Regions from separate parts of the Sus scrofa genome. Here region 1 is linked to region 2. A link is a contact called in public HiChIP or PLAC-seq data. All regions are on one chromosome and are shown on one strand. The core of a region is the stretch at or near the end of the contact, and the rest is flanking DNA. Distances in the headings are between cores, read along the strand shown.

Evidence for each region. HiChIP or PLAC-seq counts read pairs in DNA pulled down with a chosen protein or histone mark.
Region 1: an H3K27ac HiChIP or PLAC-seq map of alveolar macrophages shows a contact between it and region 2. The contact joins two enhancer-like sites. A contact is called at or near these places in 1 of 47 Hi-C or Micro-C datasets (fetal heart ventricle) and 1 of 2 datasets of contacts at active chromatin or transcription factors (alveolar macrophages).

Annotation. Positions count from the first base shown.
Region 1 is chr13:22,129,223-22,131,922 of Sscrofa11.1, reverse strand. The region is part of intron 1 of GOLGA4 (golgin subfamily A member 4); the gene reads right to left. Among named protein-coding and RNA genes, the nearest start is that of GOLGA4, 5.4 kb to the right of the region's middle. Within about 2 kb of position 1,307, at least 5 of the 83 cell types and tissues checked have an H3K27ac peak or open chromatin away from gene starts, as enhancers often do. A contact at or near this core is called in alveolar macrophages, where this site is marked.
Region 2 is chr13:21,683,008-21,685,707 of Sscrofa11.1, reverse strand. All of the region lies in intron 1 of LRRFIP2 (leucine-rich repeat flightless-interacting protein 2), which reads right to left. Among named protein-coding and RNA genes, the nearest start is that of LRRFIP2, 17 kb to the right of the region's middle. Within about 2 kb of position 1,292, at least 3 of the 83 cell types and tissues checked have an H3K27ac peak or open chromatin away from gene starts, as enhancers often do. A contact at or near this core is called in alveolar macrophages, where this site is marked.

The sequences.
Region 1 (2,700 bases), core at 58-2,557, 450 kb before region 2:
GGGTCTGCTAAATAAGTGTTCTATAATAACAAATGCTTTAGCTCTTTTGATTCTCACAACCAATCTGAAAGGTAAGCAGGACATATATCACCTCCAATTTCCTGACAAGAAAATAAGCAGCTCAGGGTGCTTATGTGGCTTGATTAGGCTGCACAGTGCAAGACGTGGGTTAGCACACAGGTCTTCTGAGTCCCCCATCCACTTCCCCAGTATTCCTTGGATCGGCATTTCCCAAAAATTTTTCACAGAGATCCACGGCAAAAAAACACCTATTTCACAGACATTTCTAAAACAAAAGTTTTATGGAACAGAAAGGTGCCACAAATTTATTCTTTTCACAGCCACATCAGTAGCATATGGAAGTTCCTGGGCCAGGGGTCAAATCAAAGCTGCAGCTGATGCCACAGCCACAGCAACAGTAGATCCAAACTGCATCTGTGACCTACACCACAGCTCATGGAAACGCCGGATCCTTAACCCACTGAGTGAGGCCAAGGATCAAACCCACTAATTCCACAACTCACTTGAACTGCTTTCACCATACTAGGTCGTCTATGTAAGAACAATGTTGATAAACATGGCCACTAAACCTTAAATCTAGAATACATCAAATATACTTAATATATTTAAATTAGACCAAAAAACATAAATTAAAAAGCATTAATCCTAAATTGAACAACAAAATCTGAAGATTAAAAAAACACAAATTTTGGATATTCAGATTACTGGGAAATTCTACATTAAAGTCAAACTGTATTAAAGTTTATTCTGTTAGGGGCTCCATTATCTGAGTTTTCACAGAAAGAATTATTCAAAGGCAGCTGAATTGTTAGATACAGGTATTTCTCTAAACCTACAAATTCAAAATGGTTAAACCTTTTTGATACCTGAAGGATTTTGTAGCTAACAGTGAGGTTCAGCCATTTTGAATCTATACCTTTATAAAATCAATTAACTGATCCTAGTTTTTAAAGTTAAAAGGAAACTGAACATATTGTAACATTTCTAGGTCAGCTATAACTCCTGCCAAAATGCTACTACTTGTAGTATGTCTTGTCTTCTCTGCCTGCTTTAGCTTGCTACCAGTTTGGAAACTAGATAACTACATTTATTGGAATTGTAGACAAAATAAGCAATAAGGAAGCTCTGAACAAGTTATGTAGCAACTTATACTATGAGTAACTTTCATTAACTACTGAATGTGAAGTTGATGACATTAAAATTTTAGCCGCTAAGAGGCCTTCTGACACATCCCAGTTCTCAAGTTATGGCACAAATAGGTGAGTTGTTATTCTTTCACAAGCATAACAAACGTCTAGCTTCATTCCTCCCTCCCACACCCATGAGTAATCAATCATGGCAAGGACACAGCCATAGAATCCTTTTTACCACAGCACTCCTGAAAGTCTCTGCCAAATCTATTTGATATCCCAGCTATCACAGAATGGTCAAAGTAACTAGGAGCCAATTCTTCACATAAACCTTTACAATCGAGTTACTAAAATCATTAGAGCTTTTCATCATGTCTTTAATAAAGTACCTTTCACATTCTGACATCTAAATAGTAGTGCTGGAAATGAAATACTGCTTGCTGTTCATGCTACAAAAGCTAACCTCTCAAAAATAGCCCTTTGACATAGTGAGATCCACTCATTCAAAAGAAAGAGTCTTTTAGTTAAACATGGTATATGAATTACATGTTCCAATTTTCTATCCCTCCCAAAGGGTTAAAGAATTTCAACCAGTTTTCAAAATATTGGATATGAATGAAAAAATACTAAAGTAATAGTACAACTAAGGACACTACAATCCCATGGAGAAGGGAAGACTGACAAGAATTGCGCCTATTTTCATCCCTTATAAGCCTTAGGACTTAAATGTTATAATGCAAGATGAAGAAATTAAGAGGCAGGATCAAAACTGGAAAGACTGGGAGAGTTCCCTGGTGCCCTAGCAGTTAAGGGTCCAGTGTTGTCATTGCTGTGGCTCAGGTTTCATTCCTGGCCCAGGGAACTTCTGCATGCCACAGGCACAGCCAAAAAAAAAAACAAACAAAAATAAAACTGGTTGATTGATCCCCAAGTCTCCTGTCCCACGTTACAGAGCTTTGAGGAACCAGAGGTTTATTTTCTGGAGCCAAGGAGGCTCTAAATTGGGTGAAACCAAGCACAGTAAGACATGAGTGAAGGGCAAAGTGTGTGACTAAATGAGAGGGCTTAGGTGATATTCTGCACAGTGAATAATGGAACTTCCAGCCCATTTCCTGTGTCCTGCTTCTACAAAGTTGGCAGCCACGTTTATAACCCCTCAACCCTTGCCCAAAAAACAAAATGCTTCACTGGAGAAACCAAATGACCTCTTGAAAACCATGTGGATATTTCTCCCAATAACAAAGCCAGTTTACAGTCTATCACCCAGCAGTGAACCTGTGTTGAGCACATGTTACTTCCAAATAGCATCAGATTTTTAGTACCTTGTCCTTAAATATTAATAGATAGCCCTGTGCACTCAATAGTTAAAGTTTCCAATGTAACAATGAGCCAAAAACAAGGAAAAAAAACTATAAAAAACAAACAAAAAAATTTAAAGAAAACTTTAAAACAAAAGAAAAAAAAAATCCCCATGATTCTCAAATAGATAAAAGACATATCAGTATAACAAGCACAACGCTATGAAAAAAGCAAATGACAATAAGAAATA
Region 2 (2,700 bases), core at 43-2,542:
ATCAGAAATGAAGATGTCAACATTTTCCTTCTCTCGAGCCACATTGCTCAGGTTTGGGTAGCTTAAACCTATCTTAGATAGAAAGACAAAATTATGCCCTAAAAGGTTAGGCAAGATAACGATTAGGCTCATAAAAGGAAGAAGACAACAAGATATAATGTGATACAAGTACAGGAGTTCCCGTCGTGGCGAAGTGGTTAATGAATCCGACTAGGAACCATGAGGTTGCGGGTTCGGTCCCTGCCCTTGCTCAGTGGGTTAACAATCCGGCGTTGTCGTGAGCTGTGGTGTAGGTTGCAGACGCGGCTCGGATCCCACGTTGCTGTGGCTCTGGCCGGCTGGTGGCTACAGCTCCGATTGGACCCCTAGCCTGGGAGCCTCCATATGCTGCGGGAGCGGTCCAAGAAATAGCAAAAAGACAAAAAAAAAAAAAAAAAAGAAATCACTAATAAAATAACCTCCCAGAAGTAAGGACATGAGTTGCCAGATTCCAAGTGCCTATAGAATGTGCAACTCAAGTCCTGAGTCCATACCGAGGTATTCCATAGTGACATACGATAGTTAATTTCAAACATAGGGGAACGGATGATTTTATAAGCTTCTAGGGGTGGAAAAAAATCAGGTTACATGTAAAAGGATTAACAATTAGAATGGCTTCAGTTTTTTTTTGTTTTTTTTTTTGTCTTTTTCGGGCCGCACCCTTGGCATATGGAGGTTCCCAGGCTAGGGGTCCAATCGGAGCTGTAGCTACCAGCCTATGCCAGAGCCACAGCAACGCGGGATCTGAGCCACGTCTAGGATCTACACCACAGCTCAAGGTAACACCAGATCCTTAACCCACTGATCGAGGCCAGGGATCGAACCCGCAACCTCATGGTTCCTAGTCGGATTCGTTTCCACTCTGCCACAACAGGAACTCCTAGAATGGCTTCAGCCTTTTAAAACAAAAGCAATTATGGCAACAAGAAGACACTAGAATGATGCCTTTGAGTTCATGAAAGAAAATTACAGACAACCTGTAAGCAGCCTATGTCCAGCCATACTGTTCTATTCTCATACTTGAGTATTAAAGACACTTCAGACATGCCAGTTCTCAAAAATTTACCTCTTACACCCTTTGTTAATAAGTTATTAGAAGACGCATCTCCTCAAATAAAATAAAAACCAAAAGGGAGAGAATTTAGCATACAGGGAATAAATTCAACACAGAAGAGGCAAAGTGGACTGATCCCCAGCAAGGGTTATAGACATCCCAGGAAGAAAGCTACAGATGGAAGCAATGTGATTCAAGAGACACAATAGAGGGCTGTCACCACCCACATCCCCACAGCCATTGAGACTTCTTTTTAATGAGAGCTGAGCTGGTCTAGGTCTTTATCTGAATTTAGTCAGTGTTGACCCCATGTTGATGAAGTTCCCGGTGTCCCATCCCTGTCTGCCTAGATTGGCTGAGGACATACGTTACACTACAGATATATTTTGCTTTTACCTATTCCTAATGGCTAGAGCATGAAGAGCTTAGAAAGAGCAGTGTACTTCCCCAACCATATTTCTTCCACGTATTTAGTACCTTGTAGAGACTTCAGCTCTGCCAGGTGCCCTGACTGTGATGAGTTTTATGGTTTCCCAGGACTCATCAGCAAACTTTCCCAAGGACTTAACAGACCAGACTCAAGGAAGTCACTGTTCAGCTTATCTTCTCCTGCGAGCCTTCATTTAAACAGTGGTAATATGGACTCTTCTGTTCATCACTATGTTTATACTTGCCATTCAGTTTTTCAAAACTGTTGAAAAAATGATACTGCTTAAGGTTACATACTATGGTAGAAATTGACCTTCTGTTCACCAAGTCATTTCCCTTTATTGCCCATGGCTATGCTGTATTTCATAATCTTTCTTGCATTAAGTGCAGCCATTTGACTGAATTCTGACCAAAGGTGACAGATGTATTAGTCCAGGCCCATCAAACTTTCCACGGAATCTACCATATTCCCTCTCTTTGCCCTTGAATCTGCCAGCCAGATGCAGAGAGCTCAGTGAAAAGTGTGAAAGTCTCTGAGCCTCAGGGAACAGCAGAGTCACTAGATGAAAGGAGCCCGAGTCCGAGGGTGACTTTGTGGAATCAACATCTCCTTTGCCAGTGCTTTCCAACTCACAGAAGAGAAACAGGCTTTAACATGTTAAACCACTGAAACTTGGGGGTTGTTTGTTAGGGTAGGCTAGCCTAATTTGACTGACAGACACAAAAAGTTGATCAAACTGTTGTTTCTCAAAATTAAACCACATATTGATTAGGAATACACATTTAGAGAGAGATCTGGGACTGCAGGGTTAGGCAGAGAATGGTCCCAAAAGAGGGATTAACATGTAAAATGGGATTATAATTACCTGGAGGGGAAAAAGATGCCATTTGAGGTTATTTACAAGAAACTACCAGGATACTGTAATGTTCAATTTCTTGGCCTATGTAGTGAGACTGCAGATGCTCATTTTATTATTCTTCCCGAAACTTTTTTGTTTTCTATTTATCTATACATACTTCACAAGTAAACCACTAATTATTTTGCTCAAAATCAATTAGAAAGAGTAGACACTGAAAAAAATCTGTTGGAGCATTTAGGAAAAATAAGACAAGGGTTCCCTGGTGGTTCAGTGGGTTAAGGATCTGGTGTAGTCACAGCTGTGGTGTGGGTTTGATTC